Regions from separate parts of the Cricetulus griseus genome. Here region 1 is linked to region 2. A link is a contact called in public Hi-C data. All regions are on one chromosome and are shown on one strand. The core of a region is the stretch at or near the end of the contact, and the rest is flanking DNA. Distances in the headings are between cores, read along the strand shown. Region 1 holds the start of Prorp (mitochondrial ribonuclease P catalytic subunit). Region 2 holds the start of Nfkbia (NF-kappa-B inhibitor alpha).

Region 1 (7,709 bases), core at 3,055-5,554, 220 kb after region 2:
AGGTAGGTGGTACCCTCGAACAAATTGGTACAGGAGACTGCTTCCTGAATATAACACCAGTAGCATAGACACTGAGATTGACAATTAATAAATAGAACCTCCTGAAATTGAGAAGCTTTTGTAAGGCAAAGGACACAGTCAACAAGACAAAACGGCAGCCCACAGAATGGGAAAAGTTATTCACCAACCCCACATCTGACAGAGGACTGATTTCCAAAATATACAGAGAACTCAAGAAGCTAGTCACAAAAACACCAACTAATCCTATTCAAAAGTGGGGTACAGAACTAAATAGACAATTCTCAATAGGGGAATCTAAAATGGCTGAAAGACTCATAAGAAAGTGCTCAACATCCTTAGCCATCAGGGAAATGCAAATAAAAACAACTCTGAGATACCATCTTACTCCTCTCAGAATGGCTAAAATCAAAAACACTAATGACAGTTTATGCTGGAGAGAATGTAGAGAAAGGGGAACACTCCTCCACTGCTGGTGGGAGTGCCAACTCGTACAGCCACTTTGGAAAACAGTATGACGACTCCTCAGGAAAATGGGAATCAGTCTACCACAAGATCCAGCAATTCCACTCTTAGGCATTTACCCAAAAGAAGCACATTCATACAACAAGGACATCTGTTCAACTATGTTCATAGCAGCATTACTTGTAATAGCCAGAACCTGGAAGCAACCTAGATGCCCCTCAGCTGAAGAATAGATGGAGAAAATGTGGTACATTTATACAATGGAGTACTACTCAGCGGGGGTTGGGGGGGTGAGCAATGGAATCTTGAAATTCACAGGCAAATGGATGGATCTAGAAGAAACCATTCTGAGCGAGGTAACCCAGTCACAAAAAGACAAAAATGGTATGTACTCATTCATATATGGATTTTAGACCTAGAGCAAAGAAATAGCCTACAATCCACACTGCCAGAGAAGCTAGGAAACAAAGAGAACCCGAAGAGAGACATGCATGGGCCCCAGAGAAGGGGAAAGGGACAAGATCTCCTAAGCTAGTTGGGAGCATGGGGGAAGGGGAGAGGGAGTTAGAAGAAAGAGAAGGAGAGGAGGGGAGAGGAGGACATGAGGAAGCAGGAAGAGTGAGTCAGGGGAAGAATAGAGGAGAGCAAGAAAAGAGATACCATCATAGAGGGAGCCATTATAGGTTTAAAGGGAAATCTGGCACTAGGGAAATGTCCAAAGATCTACAAGGTTGACCCCAACTAAGAATCTAAGCAATAGTCGAGAGGCTACCTTAAAAGCCCTTCTCTGATAATGAGATTGACGACTACCTTATATGCCATCCTAAAGCCTTCGTCTAGAAGCTGATGGAAGCAGAAGCAGACACCCACAGCTAAACACTGAGCTGAAACCTGGAATCCAGTTGCAGAGAGGGAGGAGTGATGAGCAAAGGGGTCAAGACCAGGCTGGAGAAACCCACAGAAACAGCTGACCTGAACAAGGGGTTGTTCATGGACCCCAGACTGATAGCTGGGAAACCAGCATGGGACTGTTCCAGACCCCCTAAAGGAGGATGTCAGTTTGGAGGTCTGGGTAATCTATGGGGCCTCTGGTAGTGGATCAGTATTTATCCCTAGTACATGAATGGACTTTGGGAACCCATTCCACACAGAGGGATATTCTGTCAGCCTAGACACACAGGGGAGGGTCTAGCCCCTGCCTGATGGTAAGACAGACTTTGAAGATTCCCCATGGAACGCCTCACCCTCCCTAGGGAGCAGAAAGTGGAGGGGATGGGGATTGGTGGGGAGCAGGGGAGGAGAGAGTGAAGGAACTGGGATTGACATGTAAATGAAGATTGTTTCTAATTTAAATTTAAAAAGGAAAAAGAAAAAAAAAGATTATAAAAAAGATCAATTGGATATTAAACTTTAGACTCACAAAGACAGAATAGATAATAGAGGATTTTCTTGAATTTTGCCAAATACAAGTAGACAAAATAAAAAAAAAAATAACAAAATATCCAGTCTCTTTTAAAAAACAAAAGGTGCTGTATAAATTCCTTTTATAAGACGAGTAGAGACTAAAACAAATTATTCTTATGACTTTCTTAGGAGAATTATTTTGGGGACTGGAGAGATGGCTCAGCAGTTGGGAGCACTGAATGCTCTTTCAGAGGACCTGGGTTCAGTTCCCAGCACCCACATGGCAGCTCACAACTGTCTGTAACTCCAGTTCCAGGGAATCCAATACCTTCACATAAAATAAAGTTAAATAAATTATTTTTTAAAAAGCATAATCTGAATAAAATGAGTCTTGGCAGCTAATAAACAACAAAGAAAAAGGGTACACTTTTAAAATATAGGTACTGAGATAAACACATACACAAAATCAAAATTACCTTTCAAACCATGTTTTTATACTATGTGCCAATGACTCTCCAGGAAACATTTGATTATTCCTTAGATACAAAAGAATGTCCAGTAGTTTGTTTGAATAGTGATCATCATTTATGTGTTTGCCAAAATCAAAGAAGGCCTTTAAAGTGTCCAACAGAGGAATGAGATTATGATCTATCAATTCCTGATACAAACTCCAAGCCAAGTTCACATCTTGATGAAAGAGGGCTCCCTGTATACAGTCATTGTAGTTCTTTTTTGAAGGGATCGTGACTTTCTTAATCTCTTCTAACCGCAGCAAGGCCTCTCTCCATCTGTCTGAGTGGATCAATCCCCGGATGAGAATGCTGTTAGCCCCAGTTTCTAAACACTTGTACTTGGCTTTCATGATTTCATAGACATCAATAACTTCTGATGTCTCCTTATGATAGACACAGAGATACAAATACTTGACGAGTAAATTATACCCTACAATGCCATTGTTCTTTGCTGCTACCCATGCCAGGAGAGACTTAGCTACATCTACAGAACTACGGTTTCGTACCATCTGTGAAATGACCTTATCTTCAAAACTGATCTTCCCTTTGAAATCTTCTTTAAGTTGATCCCACTCTTCAGAGTTCAAGGGTGTAGTTGGAACTTCAATAGTGCCTCTCTTACGTGACACGGCATGATCTCTCTGCTGCAGGTTGTTATTTAAGTGTGCCCTCTTCTTGGCTGCTCCAGCAGCAAAATAATGATCAGAAGAAACTTGCCTACTGCTGTCATTTTCTTCCTTGAGTGTTCTAGTCTTGGCAACCAGCAGATTTATTGCTTTGCTATTTAGAGGGAATGTGGTTTTAACACAAAGCCATCTGTGTTGGTTCCTGGTAACCCCGAGAAATAAAGAGACAGGAGAGGTCGCAAGGCCCAGCTCAAAGCAAGGGGTGCTCCTCCAAAGTTTCTGAATGTTCCGAAAACCTAACAAATAGGTCATTCTGCAGTGCGTTGAATGAGGGTTAAAAACGAAACAGCTCCACTCTGCGATGGAAAATTAAGAGACTGGAAGTTGACGATAGTTGAAGCAGAATTCTTAAAAAGGAGACTTTTTGTTTGTCCTTTACAAACACATCAAGATTATGCTTTAGGAGTGATTTAATAGGAAGGAAAGCACACAGTTCTCTCCATTAAACGGTGATCCTGGGATCTCCAACACCAGTAGCAATCTCTAAACCAGAAAGACGGAATGGGAATCCTGAGGTGCCTGTTAAATTCCAATTTTCGAATCTGAGGAAAAAGCACAAAAAGGGCTTCCTAGTTGACTCATGTGAATCACAAGGTCCTGAAGATGGGCAAGATACCAAGAAAACTAGAACAGAGAAATAAAGTAATAACCTTGACCAGGTACCACCAACCATAACCCCACCGGCAGCAAGAAAAAACAGTCTCCGGTCCCTTGCTCTTTACATTTTCTCCAGGCCCTAAAACGCCTGAGAGAGGAGGGATAGGGGGGACGCAGCATAAACACCACAGGGAAGGATTAGAGTCCAGAAAGAGCTTAGACTTAACTGTTCGGAGGACCGACAAACGAAGCTCACTGCATTCACCAACTCACCACGCCACGCATGCTTACAAGTAACCATAAATGCGGTGAAAACTACAATACCCACAAGGCACCGCGCTGAATGAGCCGCCAGGGCCTGAATGGCTTGATGGCAGGCGTTCTATTGAGCCTGACTAGATAAACAGAAAAAGAAGAGTAATTTTGAAGCTTTTAGTATCCAAGAGGGCTAGAGACGGCTACGGAAGCTTATATTACATCTTGGAGACTGTTAAGGCTTCCAGAGCGAGAACAAAATGTGACGAAAGTGCTTTTCTCAAGTCGGAAAACCCAATGGATTCCTGCATCCGGTGATGCGCACGCGCCAAAGGCCCACGACCCTCACGCGGGTTTCTCGCTGGTCCTTAAGATCAGATTTGGTGAGCTGGGATACTCCCATAAGAAGGATGATTCTTCGTCTGTTTCTTGTCTGCTTTTCGCCCCTGCTAGCGTGACCTCTGTATCCGGAATAGATACAGCATTCGGGTTTTGCCTCTGTGGCCAACGCTTCCGCCCGTGTCCAAGATGGCGTCCAGGCGTCCTTCCTAACTTCCTCCCGCTTTGGTGGCGTCTGACGTCGGAGCTGGCAGTGGGTGGAGCGGTTAACAACCCGCTAATGTAGGGTCCTCTGAGCCAGGGTCAGACATGGACTGGAAAGACGTGCTCCGCCGGCGTTTGGCGTCGCCCAACACGGATCCAAAGAGTGAGTTCGCGAGGGACCGCCCGCCAGATAGCCCGCCCTAGGCCAGAAGTGGCGGTGGGGGGATGGATGGGGAGGAGGAGGAAGTGCGAGTGATACTTTCCGCGTCTGGTAAACTTAATCTGACAAAGGAGTCTGAGCGGAGTGTGCTTTAGGGATCCGCCGAGGGGTGGCCCAAACTTCCCTGGTAAATGACCCACAAGGAACCAAAAGCGGAACCGTGGCACCCGTTTGCCTCGATCTTAGGCTTATGAGGAGGAATAACTGACAGCCTTGGCTCCCTTCGATCTTACCAAGAAAGACCTATATATAATTCGTTCTTACAGCTTCCCACCCGCCTTGACACAGGGTGTTTGACTTACTGACCCCTCCTTGCCTCAGTTTCCCGAGTGTCTGCAGCCTTTTAACTCTTACTTTTCACTTAGCCCTCTATTTTAAATTTCATTAATCCGTTTTACATTGTTCGTTCGTACCCCGGTCCTTCACACTTGCTTGTCAGTCAGTCTGGCTAAATTCTTCAGTTCGATACCAGCACCCGGGCCGCTGAAATGGACTAAAGAGAAACAGCGCCGGGGCTAGAGAGATGTATCAGCCATTAAAGGCTAGGTTCACAAGCAAAAAGAAAAACAACCATGGTGAGTTCTCACTTAGAATCCATGCCCACTAAGCTAAAGGATGTGTTTTAGTCGCATCAGCAAATTTCGACTTCCACACTTAATTCCTCTCATCTTCCCAAGCCTCCAGTCCTCCCTCTCCAATCGATGAGCATATGTGTGTGTGTGTGTGTGTGTGTGTGTGTGTGTGTAGAGAGAGAGAGAGAGAGAGAGAGAGAGAGAGAAGAGAGAGAGAGAGAGAGAGAGAGAGAGAGAGAGAGAGAGAGAGAGATTAGAAGCAATTAAAGTAGAACGTCAACTCTTTCCAGTTACCATTTCTCTCAGGTGTTAGGTATTTATCCTTACACTCAACCTTCACCTTTAATTTGAATTGTCACCATAAAATTGTCACCAGGCAGTGTGGTGCAGGCCTTTCTTTAATTGGGAGGCAGAGTCAGGTGGATCTCTGGACTTCAGCTAGAGTTCCAGGACGGCCAGGGCTACACGGAGAAACCCTGCCTCTAGAACAGAACAGTCTGTACTACTACTTAAGCCCTCCAATCTGTCACTAGATTAAATTCCCTTTCATATATTCAGTGGCTTCTCTTCAATTTTATCCCCTCTCTCATACATTATCAACATGACCACTAACAAACATGTTGTAATAGCCTGCATGGATCTAAGTGTACCATGTTTATGTGGTGCCTGCTGAATGAAAATGGGGAAAAATGAAAAATGAAAATGAGGAGGGGCTTTTATTGTAGAAATGAGGGAGAGTTTGTCCAGAGGCATCTGGAAGGCTCTAGACTGAAGATGGCCAGCAGAATAGACGGAGCCATGAGAGGGGAGCGAGAGGAAGAGGTAGAGAGAAAAGAAACGGGGGCCAGACCAAGAGTGCACAAGGGATCCGAGAGCAAAGCCAAGAGTGCATAGCCAAAAAAGGTGATTTCTATAGAATTGGAAGCTGGAGGAAGGGAAGCCCAGCCCCTTGGCTGGAGACCTTTAGGGTAGGGGCGGGTTGAGAAGTGCCACAGGTACTGACTGGGTAATGCCTAGGGAGCTGTCATGCATCAGCCTTGAAATGTTAATGGGCACCTTTGTTAGTCATTTATCCCAAGTTTCTTTGAGACCTAACACCTACAGAGGCCAAAAGAGGGTATTGTATCCCCTGGAACAGGTGTTAAACATGGTTGTGAGCTGCCCTGTGGGTTCTGGGAAACAAACCAAGCCCTCTACAAGAGCAGCAAATCTACTGACTTTTAACTATTCTTAAACCTACTGAGTCATCTCTCCAGCCCCCTCCAATGTTTGCTACATTTCTCTTCACTTTTACTAGGAATACTACTACTGAGCCTGAGTGTATAGCAAATTATCTAGATTGTATGGATAGTATTAGTAGCTCCTACTCAAGGCTGTTGCCATCAGTGTAGTAGATCCTATCCATGTGCTAAATCTCTTTTGCCTGCACAAGGATGTATTCTTTTTTTTTAAGATTTATTTACTGAGCTGGAGAGATGGCTCAGCGTTTAAGAGCACTGACTGTTCTTCCAGAGGTCCTGAGTTCAATTCCCGGCAACCACATGGTGGCTCACAACCTCATTGAATGAGATCTGGTGCCCTCTGCTGGCATGCAGGCTGAAGACTGTATACATAATAAATAAAATCTTTAAAAACAAAACAAAACAAAACACCATGTTTAAAAAAAAATTATTTACTAAGTATACAACATTCTGCCTTCGTGTTTGCCTGTATGCCAGAAGAGGGCACCAGATCTCATTACAGATGGTTATGAGCCACCATGTGGTTGCTAGGAATTGAACTCAGGACCTCTGGAAGAACAGCCAGTGCTCTTAACCTCTGAGCCATCTTTCCAGCCCCACAAGGATATATTCTTCAGGATAGTCCTTCTCCTGTATCGTCAGGCTTTCTTAATCATTTTCAGTAGCAAATACACATGCCGGTATTTTTCCCAGTTAAGAAACTTTCTCAGAAGCTGGGCAGTGGTTGCACAGGTAATAAATAAAATCTTTAAAAACAAAACAAAACAAAATACCATGTTTTAAAAAAAAATTTATTTACTATGTATACAACATTCTGCCTTCGTTTAATCCCAGCATTCAGGAGGCAGAGGCAGGCAGATCTCTGAGTTCCAGGCCAGCCTGGTCTACAGAGTGAGTTCCAGGATAACCAGAGCTGTGTAGAGAAACCCTGTATCAAAAAACAAAAAAAGAAAAAAGTTTTTTCAGGCCAGGTACATGTATGTAGAATTCCATCACTCCAGAGGCCAAGCAGGAAAATGCAAGTTCACTGCTACACTGGTCTATAAATAGTGAGTTCTAAGCCAGCCAGTGATACAAATCACACCTGGTCTCAAAACTAAAGGAAAAAAAAAAAAAAAAAACCAACTTTCTTGTATGAATTTCCTGAACTTCAATGTATAGGCTATCTTGAATAAAAATAATATTTGATGTTTGTG
Region 2 (6,910 bases), core at 67-2,566:
GATGGAATTATGAAGAGAAAGGAGAGTTGGTATATGGCTCATCAAGAAAAAGATCAAGTCTCACCAGAAATCTGAGGAACTACAGAGGCCTCTTGGGTCTGTTTCTGACAAAGTCTGACCCAAGGTGCCTTACTTCTCCTGAGCTAATTCTAGAGGGAGTTGACAGATTGCAGGCTCCTAAGTGGAGAAGGGGTGAAAGCAGATATTCTATTTCTGCAGGTAAAACTAGTGCATCACAGGACCAAATCCCTTTCTCTGGGGAGTAGCTACCCACAATGCTGCCTTCCCTGGGGAGCAAGGACCCTGGAAGAGCCAGCAGGGTTCAGATGTGGTCAATGTGAGGACTGCCTTGAGCATCCTACAGGATGCCTTGCAGCTACTTTCTTAGCTATAATTAAGGGCCAGCCTTGGCTAAAGTACTAAGCCAGTTGCTCCGCTAGGCACTCACCATAAACTCAGACTCCATTCTCTGCAGCAAGTGGTAAATCTGACACAAGAACTCAACAGTTACTGTTGCTAGGAAGCTACAACTTCTACTGCAAACACTACTACACCTTGCTCTACTTTTTTTAAAAAAAAAAATGTGGTTTCTATTTAACACTTTTTCCATACATAGCTAGAGTTCGCCCTCCCCCAGGAGACAAGATTATCGAACCCTATTTAATATTCTAGGGGTTCTCCAAGCGCTTGGGTGTTTTTAATGTCAAAGCTTCCCAGCTTCATGGGGTGGGGGTGAGGGACGGCCAAATGTCCCTGCAGTGCCTAGAGCCTGGAATGGGCAAAACACAGACGGCCTAGTGACACTCATGTCTCCTTCCTCGAAGAAATTTATGAGAAGCGAATCCCTGCAGTCAGCCAGCATTTCCACTCGTGGGTTTTCAAAAGATCAAAAACCGGAAAGGACCTGCAAATTGGCAAATCGCTAAGAGGAACCGCCCAGCGGGTCTGCGTCCTTGGGATCTCAACAGCTGAGGACCCCACATCCAATCGACAACGGTGGGAAACCCCAGGGAAAGCAGGGTTCTTGCAGAGGCCTGGGGTTACTGAGTGCAGGCTGCAGGGAAGTACCTAGAGGGAGGGGGCCTGGTCCGGAGGACTTTCCAGCCACTCAGGGCTCATCAAAAAGTTCCCTGTGCATGACCCCAGTGGCTCATCGCAGGGAGTTTCTCCAATGAACCCCGGCCCTGGGTTTAGGCTTCTCAGTCGAGGACGAGCCAGTTCTTTTTCTAGTCTGACTGGCTTGGAAATTCCCCGAGCCTGACCCCGCCCCTGAGAAATCCCCTGCCAGCGTTTATAGGGCGGCGCGGCGGCGCTGGCGAGCCCACAACAGTCGCAACTCGCCGCCCAGCCGCCAGCAGCTTGCAGCTCGCAGCCCCGCACGCAGCCCCGCGCAGCCATGTTTCAGCCAGCCGGCCACGGCCAGGACTGGGCCATGGAGGGCCCGCGGGACGCTCTCAAGAAGGAGCGGCTGGTGGACGATCGCCACGACAGCGGCCTGGACTCCATGAAGGACGAGGAGTACGAGCAGATGGTGAAGGAGCTGCAGGAGATCCGCCTGCAGCCGCAGGAGGCGCCGCTGGCCGCCGAGCCCTGGAAGCAGCAGCTCACGGAGGACGGAGACTCGTAAGTGGCGGCGGGCACGGGCGGCGGGGTCGCGCGCGGGAGGCCTGGGGTGGGGTGCGGTGGGGACCTGCAGCGCGCTCGGGGCTCTGCACGGAGGGAGCACGACGGGGCTCCCGGGGATGGCGAGCGCCCAGGTCGCCTGCCTCCCCATCCCATCCCCCTTCTCCTCCCCTGCCAGGGACCCGGCGTAGCCGAGCGCAGGCCGGGGGCGGGGCGGGGCGGCCGCGGGGACGCCAAGTCCCGGCCTGGCAGTTGTGCGCGCAGCCGCCGGGCGCCGCGCGGCCGCGAGGGGAAGTACAGGGCGTTCCGGGCGGCGGAGGGCGGGCCGGTCTGGCCGGCGCCCGCCCGGAGGGGGTGGGGCACGGAAAGTCCCTGGGCCCCTGCCAGGAACACTCAGCTCATAATAACCTCGCGGAAAACACCGCGGCCGCGGCCTCCAGAAACCCCGGCCTTGCGCAATCCCCCGCAGCCCGCGCCTCTTGGGGGCCCCCACGCAGTGCGCTCACCGCCCCTCGGGGGCTTTCCCTGTCATCCCTCAGGTTCCTGCACTTGGCAATCATCCATGAAGAGAAGACTCTGACCATGGAAGTGATTCGGCAGGTGAAGGGAGACCTGGCCTTCCTCAACTTCCAGAACAACCTGCAGCAGGTGCGCGCTGCCCCAGCCGTGCCCTCTTTGACCTGGTGGTGGAGTTGGATGTTAGCTCAGTCGCCCCCAAAGTGTTTCTAAATTAATAGTCACTGAGCCCTTATCTGCCCTGGCCTTTTACATTCAAATTAGCCAACATCTTAGAGCTTGAAGAAAATCCCAGGGGTTTGGTGAGGTCTTTACGACCCAACTGGGGCTTCATGTTTGCCTGGTCCCCTGTAGCCATCAGGGAGGAGCAGAATTCACAAGGAGTTGTCTGGGGTTCAGGAAACTCAAGACTATGGATTTGCTCCATGACTTATCCCCGTTCTGTTTCCTCTTCCGTTTGTAGACTCCACTTCACTTGGCTGTGATCACCAACCAGCCAGGAATTGCTGAGGCACTTTTGGAAGCTGGCTGTGATCCTGAGCTCCGAGACTTTCGAGGAAATACCCCTCTACATCTTGCCTGTGAGCAGGGCTGCCTGGCCAGTGTAGGAGTCCTGACACAGACGTGCACACCTCAGCATCTCCACTCCATCCTGCAGGCCACCAACTACAATGGTAGGTCTATCAGTCCATCCCAGGACACAGAGAAGGGAGAGGTGGGCCCACTTGAGTCTAGGCTAGAGCCTAAACTCTCAACATAAAACGTTCAGACAATATGGACTTTAAAAAAAATCCCTTCTTGATGTCCTTATAATAATGTTCAGTCAAAACTCAAATTCTGAGTTCTTAAGAATTGAGGATATTTGTGGTTGTCCCATAAGAAAATAGGGCACGAGTTGTGTGACAATTGAAACAAGTAGTTATATTTTTTGTCTCTTATTCCTCTAGGCCACACGTGTCTGCACCTCGCCTCCATCCATGGCTACCTGGGCATCGTGGAGCATTTGGTGTCTTTGGGTGCCGATGTCAATGCCCAGGTGAGTGCAGTTCCCTTCTAGTTGGAGCCAGTCAGGTTCCTCCTGAACTCTTCCAGACTTGTTCTTACTGCAAGTGGATTTCCAGATGTGGCCTTAAACATGTCTGATTGCTTTGGTTTCAGGAGCCCTGCAATGGCCGGACAGCCCTCCACCTGGCAGTGGACCTGCAGAACCCTGAACTGGTGTCGCTCCTGTTGAAGTGTGGTGCTGACGTCAATAGAGTGACCTACCAAGGCTACTCCCCCTATCAGCTCACCTGGGGCCGACCAAGTACCCGGATACAGCAGCAGCTGGGCCAGCTGACCCGGGAAAATCTTCAGATGCTGCCCGAGAGTGAGGATGAGGAGAGCTACGACACAGAGTCAGAATTCACGGAGGATGAGGTGAGTGTTCGTCACTACCAGAATGGTCCATTCTCCCTCACCCCTCTCCCGTCCCTAGAGCAGAACTAGTCTTTATTATAGGGATCTCAACATAATTATTTAACGAAACGCAGCTTGCAAAACCAGTATCCCAAGAACTTGTCTCTCTGATTTGTTTTAACCCTTGGAGGTGAAGGGAGGTTCTGGAGTTTGAACCCAGGCCTTAACACGTGGTAACAGGCATGTGTTCTGCCATTGAACTACACCTCCTGCCGTAGCTTAGATTGTTTTTAAGGGAGAGAATCAATGAAGGAAAACTCCGACAGCATGGGGGATTCATTCTATTTGGGTTAAGGAGGAAAGAGTCCAAGATTGTGAGTTATTTGCAGAAGCAGTCCCCTCCCCTCATCCCAATGTCTTGGCAAAGTTCTAGGAATTTAATATGCCTTTTTTTTTTCCCCTCTTGTTTTAGCTGCCCTATGATGACTGTGTATTTGGAGGCCAACGTCTGACATTATGAGTGGAAAGTGTCAAAAAGAACATGGACTTGTATATTTGTATAAAACAAGAGTTTTATTTTTCTAAAAAGAAAGAAAAGAAGAAAAAAAAGAAAGAAAGGGATATACTTACCACCACACTGCACACAGCCTGCCCCCAAGCATCTTACTCTGGTGATGGCAGATTGTTATTTTTGTGAAATGGGGAAACAGATCATTGGAATTCAAAGAAAATGTCTTTTAAAGCTCACATTCGTGAGGTTTTGGGAGGTGGTTTTCCAGACTGATGAAAGGGACCACATTCTATTTATTGTGCTTTTGACTGAACGGTAGATCTGGTAGCTGAGCCTGGTATGTCCTCACATGTAGAACCAGGTGTTGAGTGGTATGTGCTAGTCACTCCCGACTGAGGTTTTTGTTACCCTCTTGTAAATGTTGTATATGGTGTATTTTGTTGGTAATTATTTTGGTACTTCTAAGATGTATATTTATTAAACAGATTTTTACAGACAGCATTGTCCTGCTCATTTTCTATTTTGAGAGTAGCTTGTTCCTGGAGGTTGAGAGCTGAGGGGGTGATGCCCAGTCAGCTAAGGAAGCCCAGAGCAGCTCCTCACGTAAGCCCAGCCTTTCCCCAGCAAAGCTTTGCCGCCCTCCAACCCCTGTGTGGGTGGGAGGCTGCTAGGGTGACAGGAAATGCCAGCCTTGGGCTGGGGTACCAACAAACCACCTGGCCTGTCACTGAAGGCTCTATTGTCATTTTCGCCTTGATTTAAGCAGTTCCAGAACCCTACTTGTCACTGAACTGAGTTTGGACAAGAGGGAATCTGCTGAATTCATTTGATATAGCTGGGAAAATTCTCAAGAGTGGACATGGGCTCAGGAAAGTACTCCTGCCATCTAGCAGACAGTCAACCTCTGAGACTTCTTATTTATTGACTGGGCTGTTGTAGACATTGCACAAGACTAAAATACAGACAGTATCAGGCATCTAGTGCTTAGGGAAAAAAAAGTACACAGCTATTGTACAACATCCTGTGTTTCACGGGGGAAGCAAGAGAGCCAGAGAACAGCTTGTGCAAGGACACCCTGAGGAGAGGAAGCTGGCTCACTTACCTAAGTCCTTGTCTTTAGGCTGTTAACCATAAGGCCATGCATCTGTTTTGCCTAACTGTAGTCTCAGGGCTAGTAAGCTCAGAGAAATCTTTTCATCAGGGCAGTGTACTGATTCTACTGAATGATTCTGCCAAAGTCAATTTCACAATAAGTCAGTAACGTGAAAATTGCACTTAGGTGCTTGGTACTTAATGTTTTTTGGGAGAAAGGAGTAAGGTGACAGTATGTCAAATGCAGAATGATAGGTAAATAAAATGAATGTGTTTCAGCTAAGAAAATATTGCTACTATGCTTCACTATCCTGGTCTGGATCCACATACGATGTCAAATAAGTATGGCGGTCACCTTCCTCTTCTACCGAAAGGGAGCCAGCCCTCAATGTCTTTCATATATAAAAAGCACTATTGCAAACTGGGCAACCCTGGTTCATCTGGATTTAAGCACTGTGATAGCTCCTGTGTTCCCTGCCAGGTGGCCCAGGATCTACCCCAGAGCACCTGAACATAGGTGTTCAGTGCTGACCACAGAAATGTTGATTTAGACTCCTTCAACTAAGTGGGAAACGTGAGTCCCCACGAGGACCCCCCACCCCACCCCCACTCCCCCACTCTGCCTTGGTTTCTCGAGACAGGGTTTCTCTGTGGCTTTGGAGGCTGTCCTGGAACTAGCTTTTGTAGACCAGGCTGGGCTTGAACTCACAGAGATCCGCCAGCTTCTGCCTCCCGAGTGCTGGGACTAAAGGTGTGAGCTACCACCACCTGGCGACCCTTATGTTCTAAAGAACAAAAGGTAGAAACTTGTTTATTTTGGAATGATGCCCTAAGTGCTTCCTACTTAGGTTTTAAAGCCAGGTCTGCTAGTGCACACCTATAATCCCAGCACTTGAGAGGCTGAGGCAGGAGGGTCTCACATAAAACACGTCACATAAAACCAAAAGACACCTATACAGGCTCGCTTTTGTTCTGTGTGGAAGGTTGGAGAAACAGAACAAGAGGAAGTGGCCTGCCTCTCCTTGACCTCAGAGACCATCTCTTGGCTAGGAGTATCATCCTCCATGGTGGCAGAGGGAGGGTCCCCTTCTGAGTCACGTGACTGAGTTTCATGACCTGCACAAATCCTGAAGTAGCTAGGCCCGTGAAGGACTGAAGTTCACCCTTGTTCCTTATTCTCCGTCTCCATCATGCCTGTTGGTTGGATGGCTAGAGAAAATTGTAGAACAGAAGTAACTCATAGAAAGTCTTCAATTTGCTTCCAACAGGACAGTTTGGACAGAAAGCCCTCCTTCACACCCCTGATTTTATCCTGGAAGCCAAAGTTTTGTCAGGACAGGGAAAGATAAAGGAGCCTGGGAAAGAGGGGAATAAAGTCATGTGGGCAACTTCCGTGAATTTTTTTCCTCCATTCATTCTGCCTGTACCTCATGCTGCAGTCAGACACATTGGCTTGACAGGGCAGGTGGACCGGTTTTTTTCCATCAGGAAGGGTTTTTCTATAAAGCAGGAAAGAAATTCCAGTCTGAGCAATCTAAGGCCTGGAAACAGTGAAGGATGGGGGGAGGCGAGTGGCTTACACTGAAACGTCTCATCTCCTGGAAGTGATTAAGTGATGACAAGCAGAACTGCGCAAGGAGGTGCATTCTTCCTGTCTCCAAACCCAACATCTTCACTAGCCTACCTAAGGTAAGTTTTGTTAGACAAGAAAGGTCAGATTTCTCGAAGTTCACTTAGGAACCCACCCAGAGAAGAACCCCGAACACTGAT

The links. A called contact is a pair of places that touch in the nucleus more often than the background predicts.
Region 1: a Hi-C map of the CHO-S cell line shows a contact between it and region 2, with 12 times the contacts expected there. The contact joins the promoter of Prorp here to the promoter of Nfkbia in region 2. A contact is called at or near these places in 6 of 8 Hi-C or Micro-C datasets (the CHK-Q cell line, the CHL-YN cell line, the CHO-K1 cell line and 2 more).

What each region holds. Positions count from the first base shown.
Region 1 is chr5:147,135,051-147,142,759 of CriGri-PICRH-1.0, forward strand. Prorp (mitochondrial ribonuclease P catalytic subunit) reads right to left here and starts at 4,305. Exons shown (of 8, transcript XM_027419694.2): 1 at 4,160-4,305; 2 at 2,364-3,627. The coding sequence starts at 3,337. Ppp2r3c (serine/threonine-protein phosphatase 2A regulatory subunit B'' subunit gamma) reads left to right here and starts at 4,434. Exons shown (of 13, transcript XM_027419700.2): 1 at 4,434-4,643. The coding sequence starts at 4,586.
Region 2 is chr5:146,913,643-146,920,552 of CriGri-PICRH-1.0, forward strand. It overlaps Nfkbia (NF-kappa-B inhibitor alpha), which reads left to right and starts at 1,317. Exons shown (of 6, transcript XM_027419690.2): 1 at 1,317-1,623; 2 at 2,163-2,271; 3 at 2,603-2,813; 4 at 3,087-3,175; 5 at 3,298-3,558; 6 at 4,010-4,546. The coding sequence starts at 1,397. The coding sequence ends at 4,057.